Linked DNA regions of Oryctolagus cuniculus: region 1 is linked to region 2. The links are chromatin contacts, called in public Hi-C maps. All regions are on one chromosome and are shown on one strand. Each heading gives the region's core, a stretch centred on a gene start, on an enhancer-like site or on the middle of the called end of the contact. The rest is flanking DNA. Distances are from core to core; before and after follow the strand shown.

Region 1 (4,793 bases), core at 693-3,192, 65 kb before region 2:
CAACAGTTTGCTCCAACTTGCGATAAACCTACTTTCGCTTGCTTTGCCCACTCTCCTCGTTCTTGATCACTGTGAGACAAGAAGCCCTCACAAAGTGAAAACAGACTCCCTTAAAACTAGCATATCAGCCATGGACTTCTTGAGAAAGGAGAAAAACCCCTATTGTCCAGTTACTTTGTCCCTTATAATGACAGTCAAGACGGGTATTCTAATACACCCAAGAGGAGGCTAAGGTTGGTGGAACTTCTGGTTTGTACCCACTGCCAACACCAACGTCTTCTGAGTGAGTAAAAGAATGAAGATCAAGGAAAAGAACAGAGGCTCAATGAGAGCTCGTCGTGCGTTAACTATTATGTGTGGTAGGTACTGCGAGTTAGAATTACCTCAATTCTCACAATGGCTCTGTAGACAGATGTTGCTCTGTAGTAATACTGAGGACACCACAGCTCAGAGAGGTTCTGTCACTTACCCAGGGGAGCACAGCCAGGAGGTGACAAAGCTAGGATTTCACTCTAGGCCAGTGGCTCTTCACCAGAGGTAGCTCTGTCCCCCTGGAGACATTGGGAGACATTTTTGCTATCACAGTGGGGCCAGGGGAAGGACATGCCCCTGGGTAGCAGGAATGCTGCTGACATCCGAACACGCCCAGGACATCCTGCCCAGCAGTGTCCTTTCCCACCTGTCAGTAGTGCTGAGGCAGAGAGCCCCCGAGGGCTGGTCTACCAGAACCTCGTGTGTGTTCCATTATACCCAACTGGGGGGGTGGGAGTCAAAGAAGAGCCTATGAAAAACGCTGTGGCGTGGCGGGTTAAGCTGCTGCCTGTGATGCTGCCATCCTATGTGGGCACCAATTCGAGTCCCGACTGCTCCACTTCCAATCCAGTTCCCTGCTATGGCCTGGGAAAGCAAGGGAAGATGGCCCAAGTCCTTTGGGCCCCTGCACCCACATGGGAGACCTGGAAGAAGCTCCTGGCTCCCGGCTCCCGGATCCTGGCTCCTGGCTCCAATCTGGCCCAGTCCTAGCCATTGAGGCAATGTGAGGAGTGATCCAGCACATGGAAGTTCTCGCTGTCTCTGTTTCTGTAACTCTGCCTTTCAAATAAATAAATAAATCTTTTAAAAATTTTAAAAAGAAAAATGATACAGTAAGAGATTATTTGAGAGAGTTACAGATGATAGAGAGGGACACACAGAGAGAAAGGTCTTCCTTCAGTTGGTTCACTCCCCAAATGGCCGCAATGGCTAGACCTGCGCCAATCCAAAGCCAGGAGCCAGGAGCTTCTTCTGGGTCTCCCATGTGGGTGCAGGGGCCCAAGGACTTGGGCCATCTTCTGCTGCTTTCCCAGGCGATAGCAGAGAGCTGGATTGGAAGTGGAACAGCTGGGTCTTGAACCAGCGGCCATATGGGATGCCAGCACTGCAGGCGGTGGCTTTACCCACTAGGCCACAGAGCCAGCCCCATGAAAAATTGCTTTAAGGAGCCAAACCTGGAATAGGGAGAAGGGTAAGCTAGAGATGAGAACAACTGAAGATAAGAAGCATTGGAAGCCACAGACAGGTTCTGGTGGGAGGCAGGAAGGACCTGGGGGTGAGTGGCAGAGGTCTAAGAAGTGAAGGGAGTCCCAGTGCCAGGGGCAAGAACTTACTGACTGACAGCACACAGCGGGGGACTCCCAAAAGCTCATGGCAAATGCGCATTATGCAAAAAACATACATGGATTTCACTTTGTTTTGCAAAATAATATTTTTTCCTTCCATTTTTCATGTCCTGTTTAAGGGCGCCTTGTGGAGGATGGGAGAGGCAGGGAGGAGTGAAGACAGAGGAGTCAACAGTGATTCTATTTCCCCTCCTCTTTCCCTTTTGCCCTCTCTCTTTCCTTTGCCCCTCCCTCTCCCTTCTCCTTGCCGACCTGCACCCCATCTGCCTTCCTGCTAACTCTGTTTTCCTCTGGCCTCCAGTTCCAGGCTGCGGATCCAAGCTCCCCCCTCCCATCCAACAGCAATGAAAGATCCCCAATGTTGTCCGTCACCAGAGCCAGCACACTCCACGGCGACAACAACGGATCCTCACAAGTCTCCATTATCTTGCCTTTCTCTCCACTTCCTGTTTGTAAGGTGGTTGGGAAACTTTGACCTGTGTCTAGGATTGTTATGAAGACAGACACATGGCTCCTGGAAGGACCTCCAGGGAATTTCTCACAGGAGGGAGGAGGCAGGAAATCCTTTGTGTCACCTTTTCTGTGTGTTTGTGTGTGTGTGTGTGTGTGTGTGTTTTCTGGAGTGTTTTCCAAAGCACAAGGGCCTTGGGAGTGGCTCTCCCTGGCTTTCTTCACTCCTGGCCTGTGCCTGTCCTGGCAGCCTGCTGCCTGCTTCAGGGCCAGGGAGCTGGCATTGCCAGGCCTGCCTGGAGCCCTGTTGGCAGAGCATTCCGATTCGATCTCTATCTCTGCTCCCCAGGAACTGGGGAGCCCTGTGGAGAGGCCTCTGGCGTGTGGGGCTTTTGGAAAAATGCGGTCACTAAGAAAGCTGCCATAATAAGCTGACTGCTTCCAGGGCTCGCGGCTCATGGCCGTGACTGCCTGGGTTCGCCATGAATCTGCAGTCCCGAGAGAGGGTAAGCAGCTCCCAGCACTGCTGAGCCCCAGGTTAGTTCCCAGCACATGCTGCATCCGTCCATTTCACCCCTTCTGTGGGTCAGGGGAAGGAGTGTGCGGGCCTCTCTAGCCCCCAGCTCACCAACACTCTCTTTTCTTTAGCTTCCTGTTCCCACTGCCATCTGGTTCTGTCTTGAGTGATAGCCAGGTCTTGGAGATTGGAGAGGAGTCTGAGGCCCTCTCTGGATCTGCTCCCAGTGTCCACTTTCTGTTTTCCTTCCCCTTCCTCTTTCAGGTGTCTGCCCTTCAAACGCTCCTCCACCCGTTACATCTTACTCAGTCCTAGGCGGGGACTGGGTCTCGGCCGCGTGAACCCTCAGGAGCCTCCTGTATGGCGTTTTTGGAACATGCTGACATCTAGATCCTGTTTTCAATATTTATTTTATTTATTAGGGAGAGAGACAGAGTGCCCACCCATTGGTTCACTTCCCAAATGATCTGGAGCCAAGAACTCAGTCCAGGTCTTCCCACGTGGGTGGCAGGAACTCGAACACGTGGTTGATCACTGCTGCTCCCAGGGTCTGCATCAGTAGGAAGCTGGAATCAGCCAGGGTTCAAACCCAGGCACTCCCACAGAGGATGAGGGTGTCCCAAGCCCGCTTCTGGGCCCTGTTCTTTCCACAGAACTCTGGGCATGTCAGCAAACCTCTATTTGCTCAACTTTCCTCAGTGTGTAATTGGGACTAACAATAATATATGCCTCGTGGAGTTGTGAGGATTAAATGACTAATGCATCTAAACACTCTGAATAGTGCCTGACACCCAAAAGGCTGCATAAAATCATTAGGAATTATTATCTGTATGAAATGGCTGGAAGTCAGCTCAGTGAGGCGTTCTCCCCTCCCATGAGGTGGAGAGCTGAACCACCGTGGGGTGGCCAGCTGTGGAGGTGGCCAGATCAGCATCTGCTGCCTTCGGAGTAGCCAGACCCATTTTGCAGGTGCACAGAAAAGGCTGGGCCAGGTACCCAAATCAGCACAGTGCGCGTGGGAGCTGGGAGCCGCCGTGGAGAGGGGCTCAGCAGAGGCAGGGGATGGGAAATGGGTTTTCTATAATAAGGGGGACATTATCCCAGCCATTACTGGACTGCAGGGTGAGCAGCTCTTAAAGAACAAAGGGGCCGGGCTGCTGCAAGCGGAGAAACCAAACGAGTGTGCTTCTCTGGGAAGCTGCCAGAGGTGGGCCGCGGGGACCACCCAGTGGAAGGCTGGTTGCCAGCACCTGCGATCCAGTTACCACCCCTCCTCCATCAGCTGCACCTTTGCTCCCCAGCTCAGGTCTTCAGGGCGGTTCACTCTTCGCCTCCAAGGAGAGGCCTTGGGGAAGGGCCTGAGACAGCAGCCATTCCTGAGTGGGGGAGGGAGGGAGGGAGGGAGGGGTCCCGTCTGTCTTCTGCACTTTCTCTATGAGCAGGGTTGGCAGGCTCTGACCTACATTGAGCAAGCACAGTTTTGCTCCGCAGGGGGCAGTGTAGGAGGTGTAGGAGCTTCTTGCTGGGGCTCCCCAGGGAAGGAGCAGCAGACTGCCCACAGGGCCCGTGCCCTCCAGACTTCAAAGGCGCTGTTCACCTTGGAGCGACACTCACGCCTCTGGACGCCGTGCTGCTGGCTAGTGCCCTGAGCGGCTCAGAGGTCTTGATTGTGACTCATTTCTGCTTCAAGATTCCAAAGCCTGCCAAGTGCCTGAGGTTTTCTATAGCTGGTTTTTAGTTACATTCAGGGGGCAATTACAGTCGGCATCCACCCTGAAAGGGTCCAGACCCTCCCTCAAGGGCAATGGGTCAAGGGGCACTGACCTTGACTTCATTTTCAAGCTAAAATCTCTGCCCGGAAGCTCCTAAGCTTCATTACCCTAAGATGGGTGAACGTTGCTGAACTGCACCTGCGTGAGCTTGTGCCCAACTCTGTGTGTGATGACAAAAACTTCCCCTCTTGCATATTCATTTCCTCCTAAAATAAAGGATACATGTTCCCTCCTTGCTTGGGGAGCCACAGCCTTGGAAGCGATTCTTCATGGTCTCCTTCTTTGCTGCAAATAAATGACTTTGTGTGACAACTAATCGTGATGGAGGTTTGGACTCCAGCTCACCAAGAGGTGAGTTGTGACACCAGGAGGGAAACAGGGTGCAGAGCTGCCCAT
Region 2 (5,033 bases), core at 401-2,900:
CAGACTTTGGCACTCATTCTCAACGTGAACTCTGGAATGCACACCTTAGCCTAACAGAAGGGTCCCCCTCTCTCCCACTCCAAGCCTCAGGTGGGACCCAGGGCAGGCAGGAGGGCAGGAATGCGGCAGAGCTCAAGCCCGTCAGCCAACGGCAACCAGGAGCCCCAGCAGAGCTCAGAGAGAAGGGGCATTTTGGAATCCATTTTGCTCAAGATGCTGAAGTCATTGTGGCAAACTCCGGTTTGTTACTGGGACGGAAGAACTTGGGTTAGGGCCTTACTCACGGGATGTGGTTAGTTGGGGGTGGCAGGGGCCACTCTGGTATCAATGATATCTTGGGAGAGCAGACAGGTGCACTGGCTGTCCTTAGGACCCGCCCGCAGGCCAACGCCTGGCGAAGGGTGGGTGGTGGGGCCCACCCTAGGCACTGTTCCTGCATTTTGGACCAGGTCTGCTGGCGGGCGGGACCAGCAGCTGTCGTCGTCAGACCAGCTGAGTCCCTTTTCTGTCCAGTCATTTGTAAGTGAGATTTACGATACATGCAAAGGAAAGGGGCGCCATCGGAAGGCAGAATGCGGAAAGTCACACTTTTCCCGAAGCGTCCCCCTCCCAGGCTGACCTCCCCAGAGCGGTGCGGTCGCAGCCGCGGCGTCTGCACCGCGGGTGCGCCGCAGTGGTCCGGCGGGACGCGCAGGACCGAGTCCCGGCGCTGGGCGGGCGGAGCGCAGGCGGCGGGGCGCGGCGAGACTCACCTGCCAGGCTGTTGTAGCAGTCCACCTCGATGGCCTCCACCGTCTTGCTCTGCTCGTCCGACAGGCGGCCGAGCTTGGGGGTCCCGGCCGGGGAGGCCGTGCGCGAGTCCCGCTCCCTTTCCCCGGGGGGCGGCAGCAGCCCCTTCAGCTCCAGCAATGCCCGGTGGTATTTGCCGATGGCTTCGCGGAATTTCTTGTCCTTGTAGCACTGCGCCCCTTGGCTCTTGAACTCGTGCGCGCGCCGGATGAGCTCTGCGGACTCGGCCGCCGCCCCAGCCTGGCCCCGCGCTGGGGCCCCGCCGCCGCCCGGGGCGCAAAGCGGTGGCGGGGGCCGCTGCCCCTCTCCGGCCGCGGGCGGGCTCGGGTTCCCCTTGGCCCCGGCTGCCGAACCCTTCCTCTCCATCCGGCCGCCGCCCGGGCGTTCCGCGCGTGTCGAGATCCGCCCGCCGCTACCGCCGCGCCCTCTGGGGTTTAAAAGCGGCGGGCGCCGGTTCCGCGCCTGGCAGGCTCGGCCGCGGCCGTGATACCCCGCGGCGGCCGGTGGCCCCGCACTCCCATTCTCCTCGCCAGCTGCCGGAGGCTGCTCTCTGCTCCTCCCGCTGCTCCGATCGCCCGCCCCGGCTCGCCTCCCTCCCCCACTCGCGCGCTGCCCGCCCTCCTCCCCGCCCGCCACCTGCCCGCCGCGGCAGCCCGGCCCTCGCGCGCCCAGGGGCTCTCGGTGCCGGGGGACCGCGGGCCCGACTGGGGTGGCGGCGATTGTCGCTGACCCGGAAGAAGCTTGGCTCGCCGAGGGGGTGGGGGAGGATTAATGACAAAGGCGGCCCCGCTCTTTCCCATTCAATTCAATTCTCGGAGACGCGCCTGGTCTGGAAGAGCCTAATGGGGGAAGGGGCGTGTGCGTGCGTGGGTGGGAATGGGGGTGAGGGCGGTGGCGAGGCAGGGCGTGCAGACTCGCTCTCGATGGATTTCTGGAACGCTCACAAGCAAGGTGCGGCGAGCACACGGGGCGTGGGCACAACCCCTAGCTCCCCCTTATTTGCAGCAAGGCAGTACTATTTTTAAGGGGGGCAGGGCCTCCCTTTCATGGACGCAGGTGGTCGCTGAGGTGTATTTGGGTGTGTGGCTCCCGAAGCGCCCAGAACATGGACGTGCTCTGCCCTTCGCCGTGGGGCGTCGTGTACCAGGAGCCTATATGTGCTTACTGTGAGGGGTGTGTATGTGTGTGCACACGCACGCACGCGCGCACAGCTGTGCACAATGAATCACAGATATCAGAGATGGAAAACACCTGTTCCTTTCGGTCATCAGGCTTGGCGTGCATAGGGTTCTGGTTTCCATTTACAGGATAGTTCGTGCCCTTGGCCAGCAGGCATCATTCCTTCATTCATTCTTTGAGTCCACCCTGAGTGGCAGCTGTCTGTTGAGGATTTGCTAAGGCCAAGAGGCAGAGATGAGCAAGTCACCCCTGTACCCCTAAGAGATTGACCATCAACACAATCCATGATAGAGTCAAGGCACCAGGTAGAGACTGGGAGGGTCAGAAACGGCCCTGGGGCGGGGGTGGGGAGGGCCGTTTTGGAGGATCCCAGGCATAACAGAAAATAGCAGTTGAAGGCCTTGAAGGAAAGGTAGGATTTGGGCAGGAGGAAATGGAAGGAACCGAAATCCGGCAGGGGTCCTGATGTTTAGTGCATAGAAGATTGCTTTTGAGGCCCAAATAGAAGGTGTGGGAAATGATAGGGTTGCATTACACAGGCTGTTGGATGGAGAGTAAAGATTTGACTTTGGAGGCAACCAAGAACACTGGCATTTCTTGTGCCCCACCCCCCATGCTAAGAAAAAAAAAATGCTCTAAAGCAGCAGTTGTCCAAGTGTGGTTTCCAGACCTGCAGCATCAGCATTGCCTGGGAAACTGTTCAAAATGCAAATTCTCAAGTCCGACGTAGACCTACTAAATTGGAAATTCTGGAGATTGGTACTGGCAGCCTGTACTTCCACAAGCCAGCCCTCACTTGGTACAGATGTGTTGCTGCCACACCTTGCTTATTCAAATGGTGGCACTTGCTCTGGTAGCATCACTCAGGCCTCCTGGATATGTGGGACCTGCAAAATCCCAAATCTATTGATCCAGAAAATTCATTTTAGCAAGATTACCAGGTGATTTGTATGCCTCCTAAAGTGGGATTTTGGAAAATACAGAGCAGTATAAAGAAGAAAGCCCTAACCCTATACTGACACCCAGATACAGTCTTTGTTAATATTTTAATGTAATTCCTATCTTCTGTATTGCATCTTTATTTGTACAGAGTGCTTTTTAAAAAAAATTATTGATTGATCTGAAAGAGTTACAGAAAGGTTGAGACAGAGAAAGAGAGAGAGAGAGAGAGAGAGAGAGGTCGTCCATCCACTGGTTCACTCCCCAAAAAGGCACAATGGCCAGGGCTGAACCAAGGCGAAGCCAAGGGCTTCTTCCAGGTCTCCCACGTGGGTGCAGGAGTCCAAGGACTTGGACCATCCTCCACTGCTTTCCCACACACATTAGCAGGGATCAGGATTGGAAATGGAGCAGCTGGGACTTGAACCAGTGCCCATATGGAATGCTGGTGCTGCAGGCAGTGGCTTTTACCCACTATGCCACAGTGCCTGCCTCCAGAGTACTGTTTTAATCAACATGAGTGGTATGGGACAATATTTGTATACACATTTTGTTTCCTGTTCTTTGCATTTTCCATTATATGTGATTAAATATTATTTTAAGGACTCATTTTAATGGCTATGTATATTCCATCATATGCTAATAATAAAATCAGACAGATTTTATTGTAAATAGTACTGAGATAATAGAGATAATAGATACCACTTATATATAGTGCTTACTCTGTGCCAGGCATTGAGCTAAATACTTCACATATAATAATTCCTTTAATGCTCATAGCAACTGCTGAAATAAGGGCTGGGTAATATCCCTATTTTGAACACTAAGTCAACTAAGATTTCATTGCCAGTAAACAGTGGAACTAGGGTTTATTTATTTATTTTTAATTTGACAGGAAGAGTTATAGATAGAGAGAGAGACAGAGAGAAAGGTCTTCATTCCATTGTTTCACACCCCAAATGGCCGTAACGGCCGGCACTGCACCGATCCGAAGCCAGGATCCAGGTGCTTCTTCTTGGTCTCCCATGCGGGTACAGGGGCCCAAGCACCTGGGCCATCCTCCACTGCCCTCCCAGGCCACAGCAGAGAGCTGGACTGGAAGAGGGGCAACCAGGACTAGAACCCGGCGCCCATATGGGATGCCGGTGCCACAGGCGGAGGATTAACCAAGTGAACCACAGCGCCAGCCCCAATTATTCTTTAAAAATTTGTTAAAAATATTTTTGAGAGCCAGAGAGTGCTTCCACCCGTTGATTTACTTCACTAAATGCTCCCGCCAACTAAGGAACTCAATCCAGGTCTCCAGGTCTCCTGCATGAGTGGCAAGAATCCTACCACTTGAGCTGTCACCACTGTCTCCAGGTTCTGCATTGACAGGAAGCTGGAGTCAGGAGCCGGGGCCAGGAATTGAACCCAGGCACTCTGATGTGGGACACAGGCATCTTTTTTTTTTTTTTTAGATTTATTTATTTATTTATTTGAAAGTCAGAGTTACACAGAGAGAGAAGGAGAGGTAGAGAGATATAGAGGTCCTCCATTTGCTGGTTCACTCCCCTATTGGCAGCAACGGCCGGAGCTGTGCTGATCCAAAGCCAGGAGCTTCCTCTGGGTCTTCCCATGTAGGTGCAGGGGCCCAAGGATCTGGGGCATCTTCCACTGCTTTCCCAGGCCACAGCAGAGAGCTGGATCAGAAGAGGAGCAGCCGGGACTTGTACTGGCGCCCATATAAGATGCCGGCACCGCAGTTAGCGGCTTTTCCTGCTACGCCATAGCATGCGCCCCAGGACAGAGGCATTTTAACTGCTAGCTTAAACGCCCACTGCAGATCTGTGCTTCAAATCTAAGTAATCTTCAGAATCTATCTTCTTCATTCTCTTTACACTTGTTTCTAACCCCAATTTTTTTTTCCTTATGTAAAATTATTGTTTCAATTTTTAAGAAAGACTTGAAACATATCGTCAGTTTGGTTCACAGAAAGGTTGTACTAGCTGTGGTCTCACCAACAACGTACTGGTTCCACAGCATCCAACATCAAGGGTGAACTTCAAAAAAATATTTTCTGATTTCATAAATAAAACATAGATATCAAATTAACTGGGATTTCTTTAATTATCAGGATGAACATT

Evidence for each region. Hi-C and Micro-C count contacts between places; a contact is called where the count stands out from the background.
Region 1: a contact with region 2 is called in a Hi-C map of embryonic fibroblasts, with 1.6 times the contacts expected there. The contact joins the enhancer-like site here to the promoter of TTC9 in region 2.

The regions. Positions count from the first base shown.
Region 1 is chr20:16,738,655-16,743,447 of mOryCun1.1, reverse strand. All of the region lies in intron 2 of TTC9 (tetratricopeptide repeat domain 9), which reads right to left. Among named protein-coding and RNA genes, the nearest start is that of TTC9, 64 kb to the right of the region's middle. Within about 2 kb of position 1,942, at least 1 of the 8 cell types and tissues checked has an H3K27ac peak or open chromatin away from gene starts, as enhancers often do.
Region 2 is chr20:16,673,175-16,678,207 of mOryCun1.1, reverse strand. It overlaps TTC9 (tetratricopeptide repeat domain 9), which reads right to left and starts at 1,650. Exons shown (of 4, transcript XM_070065172.1): 1 at 753-1,650. The coding sequence starts at 1,155.